Regions from separate parts of the Sminthopsis crassicaudata genome. Here region 2 is linked to region 1. Evidence: chromatin contacts called from public Hi-C data. All regions are on one chromosome and are shown on one strand. Each heading gives the region's core, a stretch centred on a gene start, on an enhancer-like site or on the middle of the called end of the contact. The rest is flanking DNA. Distances are from core to core; before and after follow the strand shown.

Region 1 (6,194 bases), core at 2,569-5,068:
CTCAAAACATCTTCAGATTGTGTAATTATGCCCTTTATTCAGACTATTAGTCTACTTAAGGGCAGCTAGTTGTATTTTAAGGTGTAGTGGATAGGATACTGGTCCTAGAATCAGGAAGACCTAAGTTCACATTTGGCCTCAGACAATTATTAGTTGTATGACCCTGAACAAGTCATTTAACCCTGCTTGTCTGTTTCCTCATCTGTAAAAATGATCTGGAGAAAGAAATGGCAAATCACTCTATATCTTTGCCAAAAAAAGCCCCAAATGGAGTCACAAATCTGACAACTGAAAAATGACTCAACAATCTGCTTAATCCAGATATAATGAGAGACTTTATGGATATTATTTTACTAAAAAAGTTAAAAATGTTTAAGCATTTTAAAGGTAAAGTATTATAAAGATTACAGTTGACATAATCAAAATAGCTTAATGTTATAGTAATTTGCATTATAAATTCCCATTTAGAAAAATGTGATCATACCAATGCAGAGATTAGAAGAAATAGTTAACTAGGAAAACTTTTTTTTTTTGGTAATAAATTTTTTTGAAAGAGGCCTCATTCTTATCTAGATACATAAGGAACTGATTTAAATTTTTAAGTACAAAGAGCCATTTCTCAGCATTGTCAAAGCATACAAATAGGTACTTCAAAGAAAGAATCCAAATTGCTGATAATTAGATACTTGAAAATCAGAGCAACTCTGAGTTTCTATTATATACTCATCAAATTGGCAAAGGTAATGAAAAAGCAAAATGACAAATATTGGAGAGCTGCAGGGAAAAGACAAGTTAATGGATGGATCTTGGAATTGATCTAGCCATTAAGCAAAGCAATAAGGAACAATGCACAAAAAAATTACTAAGTTGTATTTACTCTTCGACTCAATAATACCATTATCAAACCTCTACCTCAAAGAAATCAATGAAAGAAGTGAGCAAAAAATGTATTACAGTACTTTTTTTGTAGTGGCAAAGAACTAAACCAAGGAGGTGCTGATTGGTTACTGTTGATAGTAATTGAACAAATTGTGGAATATAGATGTAATGAATATTATCATGCCACAAGAAATGATGAAATCTGGGAAGATTATATGAATGGATGCAAGGTATAGTAAGCAAAACTAAGGAAAAAAATTATACAACAATACAATAAAGACAAACCACTTGGGAATACAAGAATTCTGATCAATAAAATAGGAGCCCAACCAAAATTTCAGAAGACAAATGAGGAGGAAGCAGCGATTTAGATGATGAACTAAGTGCTAAATGGGACTCAATTTTTAGACTTTGTCAAAGAAAGGTTGTTTTAGTGGTGGGTTTTTTTTTTTTAATTGTCTATGTATGGGGGCAGCTAGGTGGGGCAGCGGATAGAGCACCAGCCCTGAATTCCGGAGGACCTGAGTTCAAATCCGATCTCAAACACTTAACACTTCCTAGCTGTGTGACCCTGGGCAAGTCATTTAATCCCAGCCTCAGGGGAAATAAATTGTCTATGTATATTTGTTATAAAAGGTTTCGTTTTGTTTTGGTGGTTTTTATTTTTCCTCAATGGGGAGGACAAATAGGGAGAGAAAAATGAATTTTTTCCCCCTAAATGAAAAGAAAATTTTTAAAGTACAATGGCTAAATGGCTCCTTCAGTTTGATTGGTAAAATTCAATGAGGACTATTACAAGAAAAGCACTGTGCTAAGGGCACTAAGCCAAGATGAAGGCGTAAATCAGGCATGGCATTTGAGCTGAGTCTTGAATGAAGCTGATAACTCTAAGAAACTGAAGATCAGGAAAACAATGTAATTCACAGTCATGGGGACAGCTCAGAGGTGAGAGAAAAAAAAAAAACAAATACGTGGAGGAAAAATGAAATATAAAATGCCTGGAAACTAACATAAGGTAAAAGTCAAGCAAAAAGTTATTACATATACTTTTCTCTTCTATATATACAAATATTAAAATAAAGAGGAGAAAAAACTTGCATTCTTTAGAATTTAAATATATTTTAAAAGCTTGCTACTCATTTCAAGGTATGTGGCAATTTTACATGACTTCTAAGAAAAGGGATTCTTCATATGCCAAGTAGGAGCTTTTTTTTTTTATTTAAAAATAAAGTGCTGTCATCACAACAAATAAGCGCAAAAGAATTTAACAAATTTAATGAACAGAGCTAATGACAAACTTAGGATCTCAATATAACAGAACTATGAATCCAATACTGTTAAGAAATCTGGTTCTAATAAGAATTAGAATAATAAGGTTCTTACAGAAATATTTCGAAAGGGCAGTGCCACTGAGGTTTCCTGAGCTATTGCGTTCTATACACTCATCTCTCAAAGACGAAGTAGGTGAGGCAGGATACACACCTTGGTGTTCTTGGTCCAGTTACAAGTGGACTGGCGTCTGCATCAGGAAAAGCACCTCCGCCATTGATATTAATCGGCGTCCCCGTATTCGGTTGAAGAGGAAAGACCCAGGGCTGTACAGGCCATGAAGACTGAACCCTCCTCCTCCTCTTCTTCCTCCTCTCACCTTTAGAGGGGATCCTCCCTCCAGGACGGGGCCGAGGCACTTCGAGGCCAGCGTGGGGGGAGCCTGTGCACTGGTTGCTGAGGTGGCTGCGGCCCCCGACGTCCCTGCCCTAGGGATAAACAAACCTTTCAGTCTCCTGGGGTGTCCCCCCCACGTCCTCGCCCCGGGGACACCAGCATCGTTTCCGAGGGTCGAATAACGATAATAACGGCAATACCTGCAGGAGTAACTCAATTTGAGGGGGTGGGGAGGTGAACAGGCAGCCGGGGGCGGAGGGCGGGAGGAGAAACCGGGGTTAGGGCGGGGAGGGGGCAAAAGAGGGCGCGGGAAGAGGAGGCGCCCGGCCCGGCCCCGGCAGCACGGCTCCAGCGCCTCCCTCCGGGGTCAGGGGCTTAGCCACGCCGGGAAGACGAGCTCCTCCCCGCTCTGCCGCTTACTCCCCCTCTCTCCTCTCTTTTCCCCTCCCCCCCCCCTCTCCTTTTTCCCCTCCCCCCGTGACTGTGGGCCGGAACCGAAGCCGGTCGTCACCGCAGGGCCCTGCCCGGGGATTGCCGGGGCCTTCCTGAACTGCAGCTGCTCCGGCCGCCCACCCGCTCAATCCCTCCGTCCGTCGGCGGAGTCTGTCCGTCTTCGCGGCGGAGACAGACTCCCAAGATTAAACCCGCGACGGGTGGGGGGAGGGAGAAAAGGGGGGTGGGGAACAGCAGGAGAGAGGAAGGGGGGCATCCCCTGTCCTCCTTCTCTTCTCCACCCCCGAAAAGCCCGTGAGGTTGTGAAAGAGGTTGGAAGGAAGATAATTATTTTCCCCAAAGCAACAACAACAGCTTTAACCGGTGTTTACCTTCCCCCTGGTCCAGCGCCAGCGCCGCCATCTTTCTTTCTAACGCCGGGCACTGCGCGTACGTCACTTCCGCCGCCACCGCCACCTGTGGGCCAGAAGCACTAACCTGACCAGGCTCGGAAGTAACCGGACACTGAGCCGAAGAGACTGGCGTGGCGCCGGCCAACGTATACCGTCATCAAATCTCCGCCTGCGATTTCCCCATGTCCTCTCCACTCCTATGTTTCTGGGCCTCTGAAAAAGGCAGTCGTAATTAATGACCCTCTAATAAATAAATAAGGTTGGCCCGCCCCCCTCCCCACTCCCAACCTAGATCCCAATGAAACCCAGGATGACGGACTTTAGCCCGGTCACTCTTGGTTCTTCGCTTGCTGAGCCCCGTCTGAAAACGTCCTTAAGGGGCTCTACGTAGGCTTTAAAACTATCTAGCGTTTGTTTTCTTTGGGATGCTACCACGCTCTGCGTGAGTGCGAGGACCCTTGGCTCCTGCGCAAATGAGCAAAGATCCATTAGCCAGAGGCTAAAGAGATCGTCATTCTTCTCTGAGTAGCCCACCTCTAGGAGTATCGAAGAGACAAACAGCAATTCAAATTAACAGGAACTATTATAAAATCCATTTCAGCACCTGGACGGGAGTGTGAAGGGAAGGCAGGAGAAAGGGGGAGGTGGTGGGAGGATGGGCGCAAAACTGTTTTAGAAGTGTTACACCTGCATTAAATGACATCATTTTTATAAGGCAACTTAAACTGAAGTATTGCATCACGTTTCCACTTAGCTTAGTACACAACAATTACATGTTCATCATTGTTCAGCCCCAGTGGCGAAAAATTTATAGAAAATGGCACATATGCGCCATTCAAAGAAATGATTGGAGCGATGTAAAACACTGCTCTATTCATTTCTAACTGCGCCAGAAGAAAATGGCAGAAAATTTCAGAAAATATTGAATAGATGAGTCACATTCAATATTTATTTACATACCAATATTCAGATTCTAATTAAAGCTGTAAAAAAAAATGTAGATTTTTCTTGCTTTTTTTCCCCTTGAAATATAAAATTGCAACATATAGCTATTTTACAAATCTATTAGTTTTCTTCTAGAAAAAAATGAAGGAAAGGACAAGAAGAAAATATTTGAAGGTCAGTGTTCTAGTACAAAAGTACATTGAATTAAAGTGATTTGCTCATTGTTATTAATATAATGGATAAATGCTATTATGGTTTTTGGTTTTTCACTTCTCAGATAAGCTTAGAGAATAAACCATATAAATCCAAGTAAAATTAAATCATATAAAACAATTTTTAGAGACCTTCAAATTCTCTAGGAAGACTGCAATATAGTTAATTTTCAGTAGACCAAATTAGCATATATTTTGTAGAAACATCACATAAAACAATAATAATCATGAGGGACACCCATACCATACTCAAAATAAGCAACAGACTTAAAAGCATGAGGAAGAACTTTCTCAGGTTCTGAAAAGCATAGAATCTAAATTTTAAAACCTTAGTATTTATCTGACACCTTCATTTTAGATATAAGGAAATAGCTCTACTCATTGCTTTCATTTGTTACTGGAACTTTTCTGTCAATACTTCTGTATTAAATATTGTGGGCAGAACACTGAACCTAGAGTCAGGAAGAAGTGGGTTCAAATCTGGTCTCAGACACTAAACTGTGTTATCCCAGGTAAGTTATTAAATACCCTGTTTGCCCCTGTTTCCTCATCTGTAAAAAAAAAAAGACCTACAAAATAGTAAATCACTCTAGTATTTTTGCCAAGAAAATCCCAAACAGGGTCACAAAGAGATGGATGTGAATGAAAACGAACAACAAAATTGAGTAAATTCCCTTGACTCTCATCACCTCCAGGATCAAATATGGAATTATTTGGCATTCAAAGCCTTTATATTCCCAGTCTTGTACTTTACTTCCCACTATGTACTCTGTAATTTAGAGAAACCAGCACCCTTGCTGTTTAAAAAACACCTCACCTCCTGTAAAACAACAAACTACATTAGGTCTTCTAACTGATGAGTTCTTACACCATGAGTATGACTATAGAGTTCCCTCTGGATTTCTTAAAAAAACAAAGGAATAGACATGAGATGAAAATTATCTAGGTCATAAGACTACATGCAAATTTGAGAAGGTCAGAGAGGGGAATTTAGAAGTTGAAGGAAAAGCATTTTGTTTTATATTATCAGACTGCTTGGAAATAAACTATGTAACTTGGGTCAACAATTTCCTTTGCCAAACCTTTCCCTGAAACCCATTAGTCTCAAGTAAAGCAAAACCTAAGATCCTACTGATGAAGTCCTGAGCAACTAGGTGGGATTGGAAGATAAAATTATTCCTTGAGGCAAGCAGGGAAGGGTACCAAAGGGTTCAACCTTATAGTCCCATCCTCTGGGGAGGTCATTTGTAGCCCTACCTTGCTGTGTACAGTCAGAAATACAAGTTATATGAAACACCTAAGGTTAAATTCCACTATAAATCTGTCTATGGTTCACAGCTTCCTTTTGGGTCAATCTCCCACAGAACTGTATCTTATAGGTGCCAAACTCCTCTATGCATTTAGCCTGCCAGTTAAGGGCATAATCCCACCTCACAGTGTATTCCTTTCTCCTAGTTAATTGTGAATTTGACTACTTCCATTCTTAATTGTTAAAATCCTTTTGCTTGCTCTGTGCTCTCCCAACTCTTTCATATTAACCATTACTGGTATCGATTGTATCTCTTCATTTTGTCTATAACCTCTCCTCATTAATAAATCTACCATTTACAAAGAAAATGGCCATTATGATTTCTTCACATGACGGAAC
Region 2 (6,194 bases), core at 1,582-4,081, 250 kb before region 1:
GAACTTGCTCCCATCTGACTGCTGAGGCCACTACTACCATGCTGCTTTTCTGGACAAGTCCCTCACAGCAGAACTCAGCTTTTGTACTTTCTATACTGTCCTAGGCAGGCAAAAATGATTCACTATGACTTTTCTTGGTTTTCCTAATTAGAATTCAATTGAGGTTGTTGTGGAGAAGATGTGTGGAGAGAAGTGGGCAAAAATGCTGATTTGTACTTCACCTTGATTCTGCCCTAATCCAACCATTTTAAAAAGCAATAAATAATCTGGCTAGGAAAATGCCTAAAAAATTCATATCTTTGACCCAATATCCCTCTGGTAGGCATATACCTTGTCAAATATGAAAAATAAATTACCAAAGAGCCCACAAAAGTTAAAGCAGAAAGCTTTAAAAGAAAGAAAGCTTTAACTGTCAACTCTGAAGAATAATATAAAACAAAATTTTAAAAGCTCATGAAAGTTATAGGCAAAAAAATCTTCTTTATTCTTTTGGAATAGAAAAACTTGACACAAATGCTGTAGCCTGGTCTAGGACTAAGGAGACCCAAGGCAATCAAGCTAATCCTTGATATATCTAGAGGTAGCAAGACAAAGAATGTAAGCAGTGAATTGTAACAGGGGCAGTGAAATGTAACAGCAACAATGTGGCAAGTTTGCCTAGTAACAAAAAGTCTATTCATAGCAGGGCTTCATGACTGGAATGCAACACTTGCAGGTGCTTGCCCAAGTTTAGGGACCACCTGGGGCTGGTTAGAGTCAGGTCTGTGATTTAGCTCAGGGGGAGTGAAAACTATTATTATTATGCTATAGTTTGGTTGTTGGGCCTTCACTTTGGAAAACAAGATGTTTCCTAATGGAAAGAAAAGAGAGGAATGGTCTTGGCATGGGGGTCCTGACAATTTATCAGTTGATTTCTTCACTGTGCAGTTCTAATCTACATGTACTACTTATTCTTCCCTTCAAATATTTAAACTATACCTTGAAACTCACATCCCAGCTGTTTCCAAACAGAAATTGGATCTAGATTTGTACTATCAGTTTCTTTTCTTAGATGATCACTTTCCTTCCTAGATTCTCCTTTATTGTCTGTAAATGACAGAGGAAGTCCTCAGGAGATTGCCTCAGTGATAGACCTATTTTCATTGGCTTTAAGCATCTTGCCCCACAGTACAAACGTCCAATTACTCTTTGGATACTCAGACCCAATTTTGGACTTAGGAAGATTCTTGAAATCTGGAACTTTGAAAATGGCCACTTTTTGTTGTGACTTTTCATATAGACACGTTCATGTTAAAAGCAGTCCTGTGCTCTAAAAAAGAAAAGGAAAGTTGGGCTTCTGTTCCTCTTTCGCATTCTTGACCTGGTTTAACTTTAATGAAATCTCTAAAACCAAAGTTTATAAATTAGATCTCCTCAAAGTGAGAAGCATCCCTTTTAAAAAAAGTTACTTCCTATACAAATAGCATTTGTTATTGTTTCCACCAGAGAAAATGCTTAAAATACTAGATTAATAAGCCTACATAATTGCAGAAAACATAAAACCTCTCATTACATTCTCCTGAAGATAAAGAGACTTTAGTAAGACTACTTTACAGATTTCTCATTTACTTTGGACTATACTGTCTAAGTCACTCTCCAGATCAGTCTGGCATTGTTTAGACTTTAGTCTTCAACTACAGCAGACTCTGGGAGAAGCTCTTCTCCAAGAAATGGTGTTGTTTTGGAAAAAATTCTCATTAGGTGAAAAAGGGATTCAACCAAATGATCTGTGAGACCTCGGAATCCCTTGCTGTTCTAGATATATGGATACCCTTGGAGAAGGGTAGGGGGAAAAATTGTTTTGGACTATCTTCTCACTAGCCTCAGGAAAGTTTGGAGCCACAAATTTGTCAGTAGGTAGATCACTGACAAGTTTAGGGGACATCAAAATAGCACAGGATAAGAGAGTAATAAAAAGGAGGCAACTGGTCTCTTATCTGTCTAATTGTATTCTACTGTCTGTACTTTGAAATCAACACCTAGAGTTCAAAAACAGTCTGTCTCCTTTTTCCTGTCTTCTCACCCGTTTCCAAAATGCTTTTCTGGACTTCTCCTCTACCATAAACTCTAGCTTCCTGAGTTTATGAAATCTAGACATGATAATAGAAAAAAAAATTTTTTTTAAAGATGAATTTCATGGTGAGGGTGAAAAAGCCTTTAGAACCCTATCAATTCAAAGATCTTGACTCCAGAAAACCCATGGTGAGACAGGATAACCATCTTCTAAGAGAAGTAAAAATCAAAGTAAAGTTTGAGACATTTTTGAACAGTGCTGAAATTTGGTTGTTGTTTTTTTCCCCGAATATATATTTGATACAAGGTTTCGTTTCAGGATTTATGATGAAAAATATTTCTCACCTTCAGAGAGGGAACTGATAAAGTCTGAGCGCAGACTAACAAACATTTTCACTTTGTTTTTCTTGCTTTTTTTTTTTTTGCAACATGGCTATTATAGAAATGTGTTTTGCGTGATTTCACATGTATAATTAATATCACATTTCTTGCCTTCACAATAGATGAAGAAGGGGGGAGGGGAGAAAATTCAAAACTCAAAATTATATTAATACTAAAAATAAACAAATGAAACAAGGTTTTGCTTCGCTTTCTTTTTCTCAATGGGTAAGGAAGATGGGGAAAATGGAATTTGTGTTACCTGAAAAAAAATTTAATTAAAAAACAAATTTTGCTTGTTTCAAACTATAGCGGCGGACTAAACACCAGGCGGCGCTTCCACATCGCAGCTCAAGACTGCTTCAGCTATTGGTCAGACTCATAGATAAAGGTCCCGGAAGGGGGAAAAAAAAAAAAAAAAAAAAAGAGTACGAGGAAGTTTCTCGGCAGGAGCAAAGTGGTCGGGGTTGGACTAGGAAGGTCTGGGGTGGAGCTGGGTGTTTGAGAAAGAGTTGGGGGTGGGGAGAGAAAAAGAGAGAGAGAGAGAGAAAAAAAAAACAGCTCTCGCTCTCTCTCTCTAGGGTTGGGCTTTGTTCCATTGGCCGAAGTGGAGCTCACAGGCGGGGCCAGCTCCTCGGTAAATATAGACTCCCCGGGAGCCTAAGGTTGCACAACTGCCCAGTAGCTGTTTAGTACTGTGTCTGTAAAACCTCTGGGAAGAGACCCTCCGTCGTTTGCCGCCGGGCCCCGTGTCATGGTGCCAGCCTGACTGAGGAGAGGAAGCTCCCGGGAGACGAATGAGGAACCACCTCCTCCTGCTGTTCAAGTACAGGGGCTTAGTCCGCAAAGGGAAAAAAAGCAAAAGACGAAAATGGCTAATTTCGTGATCCGCTCCGCCACGCCCGCCGACTGCAGTGATATTCTCCGGCTAATCAAGGTAGCCCCCACCAATCTTCGGGAGATTTAGTTTCTCGTTTTCTTGAATTTGAGCTTAGACTTTAGAATTGGAGAGGACCTCAGACGCCCAATAGTCATCCTCTTCTTCTTCCTTCCCCTTTTTTCAGATGAGGAAACAGAACCAGAGAGTTTAACTGTTGCCCAAAGTAAGAAAGAAAGGGGGAGGGGAGAGGAAGAAAGAAAGATGGATGGATGGGTGTCAAGTAGAACTAAGGTTAGAAATACAAACAAGATCGTTAGAGACCAAAGACGGGAAGAAATTGAGGAGGGCCGGGACTCCCCCAAACCAGCGCACTTTCCACTTCCCCTACCTGGGGACTGGCTGTGTAACCCGAGCATTGCAACCTCTCACACCCGTAACTAGAAGATGGCTGGATTTCCTGCCTCCCTCTTCTGGCTGAAATCTAGGCGTTTTTTTCTTTCTTTGTTTCTTTCTCTCTTTTTTTTTTTTCCCCTTTAGTTTCAGGTCATTTGCGTGTGTTTAGAGTTGACCAGGAAACTGGCTACAATCCAGTTCTCCCTTAGGCTAGTCCTTCTCCTCCCCCTCCTAGAGTATAGTCATTGGCTCAGAGCCTGAGCCCTGACGTTGCAGGTGCCGAGTAAATAACCCTGCCTCTTTCTAGCTGACTCACTTTTTTATCTATCAGAGAAAGACAATCTCAGATTCTTATGTTATTTTTTATTTCTCTTTTCTCTCTTCTTCTATTAGGAACTAGCTAAATATGAAGAAATGGAAGAACAAGTAGTGCTAACTGAAAAAGGTAACTTATTTGATGTGAGATTTGTCAAATAACTTGGTATCTTTCACATTAGCCATTATTTCTATCTGTCTTTGTTGGCCATTCTTGTAGATTTGCTTGAAGATGGGTTTGGAGAGCATCCTTTCTACCACTGCCTGGTTGCAGAAGTGCCAAAAGAGCATTGGACACCTGAAGGTAACAAGACTTTGGCCTATAAGTCCAGTTGCTCTTCCTGTTCCCCCTCTTTTTCCCTACCCCACCCCAGTAGCTAATCAGAAAGAGACAGGATGTTGATATAATGTCTAATTTTTGGTTAGAACTGTCGGCTAATTCAAAAGTTGAGTGTGTTTTTGGGAAGGTGGCCAGAAATAAGGCAAGCCAATGTTGAAACTAGGAAAAAAAAAGAAAAGTTGATGTAATGCCGTGCTAAAAAAAAAAAAAAAAATAGAGTGAGATAATTTGTCAGCAAAAATGCCCTACATATTCCCCGGAAAATTGGGTATGATGTCATTTGATGTAATTCAATTTCATAAAATGGTTCTTCTTGTTTGACCCTAACATAACCTTTTCTGTAATCGTGTTGAATCACATTTTTTCTTTAATTTGTCCCAATCTTCAGGTTACAGTCTCTAGCTTCGCCATGTACATGGCCCTTCCGTGTACATGGATGGGCGGGGAGGTAACTAAAAGATCCGTTACTCAATAAAGTAGATGATCATGATAAATGAGGTAAGGCCTAGAGGGACAAGTCCTCTTCCCACACAGTATAAAATAAATAAACAAAATAAAACAATACAAAACAATAACACGGTAGATCAGAAACTCCATTATACTCTCTTCCTGTTTGTGTTTACAAATCAGGGTGAACTTGGCTAATGAGTTTAATTTGATAATTGACTCCTAATGTTTGGGTTATTGGTAAATTCTAAGAGCTGTTAGCTGCTTGGAGTTGCTGGCTCCTTTTGTTTACTAAATGGGAATCCAGCTAAAAAGGGAAGCTCTCTTTGAAATGGGGGTGGAAGAATGGGGAAGTGGGAGGGAGTTTCTCCCAAGTTGGGAATTTTGAAGGGGAGGGTATTTCTGTTTTTCCCCAAAAAATATCTGTTCCTTAGGGTAAAGGAAAGAAAGAAGCAGCACTTTCACCTACCTGATGGAGATTAAGAGTGAAGTGCTAATGGGAGGTACTAGGAGGTTGCTTAGCAGCTGTTTATCTGCTTCTTAGTGCCTTGAAAAACTGGGGAGAGTAAATTGGAGAACATGTAAATTTTTTTAAAAAGTTCTTGAATTAGCTGAAGTTACTAGCATGGTATTCTGACTTCAAGGAAGTAGAGTTCATGAGCTCCTTGTACTTAATATTCTGAACTGCCGTGTAAACCTAATTTATATTCACAAGTGGACATACCAGTAACTCAGTAGGATGTGAATAATGTCTGTGTTTACATAAAGGTCATAGCAGCTCAGCTCTTTCAAGCCATTAAAACTGTCAAACTTTCTGTGAGGGATCCAGGAGATTGCAGAATGGGTCATATATAAGACAAAGCTGTTATTCAGAAATATCAGAATTCTTCCCTTGCCTCCAGCTCTAATGTGTGCTTCTTGCAAACTCTTGAGACCAGCGGAGTAGCCTAACAATGGACCATACTGTTCTAGCATAACAACAGCTGATAGCTGCATGCAGAGACTGTCCGATAGCAGCTTAGTTTTCAGATCCATGCATGTAAAAATTTTAAAACCTGTAAACATTCTTCTGAGTGTGTGGCTACAAGTGCTGTGGACTTTTTTTTCCTCTGCTCTTTTATTTTTTTACTAAAAAAGAAATTCTGTGATGCTTTGTTTCAGGATACAGCATTGTTGGCTTTGCTATGTACTACTTTACTTATGACCCATGGATTGGGAAGCTGTTGTATCTTGAAGACTTCTTTGTGATGAATGAGTTCAGAGGTATGGAGGAAATCAGGGGAATATGCCTAAAAGGAGATTTAGGAAGTATTCTTTCATTCATCTCCCCCGTCTATTTGTCTTTAAAATAACCATTGTTTGAACAATTCTTTCCTGATCTTTCCTAGG

The links. Hi-C and Micro-C count contacts between places; a contact is called where the count stands out from the background.
Region 2: a Hi-C map of fibroblasts shows a contact between it and region 1, with 3 times the contacts expected there. The contact joins the promoter of SAT1 here to the promoter of KLHL15 in region 1. A contact is called at or near these places in 2 of 2 Hi-C or Micro-C datasets (fibroblasts and hippocampus).

Annotation. Positions count from the first base shown.
Region 1 is chr3:294,342,900-294,349,093 of ASM4859323v1, reverse strand. It overlaps KLHL15 (kelch like family member 15), which reads right to left and starts at 3,818. Exons shown (of 5, transcript XM_074300915.1): 1 at 3,709-3,818; 2 at 3,369-3,602; 3 at 2,263-2,636.
Region 2 is chr3:294,593,074-294,599,267 of ASM4859323v1, reverse strand. It overlaps SAT1 (spermidine/spermine N1-acetyltransferase 1), which reads left to right and starts at 2,831. Exons shown (of 6, transcript XM_074300920.1): 1 at 2,831-3,367; 2 at 4,097-4,148; 3 at 4,239-4,322; 4 at 5,967-6,068; 5 at 6,194. The coding sequence starts at 3,302.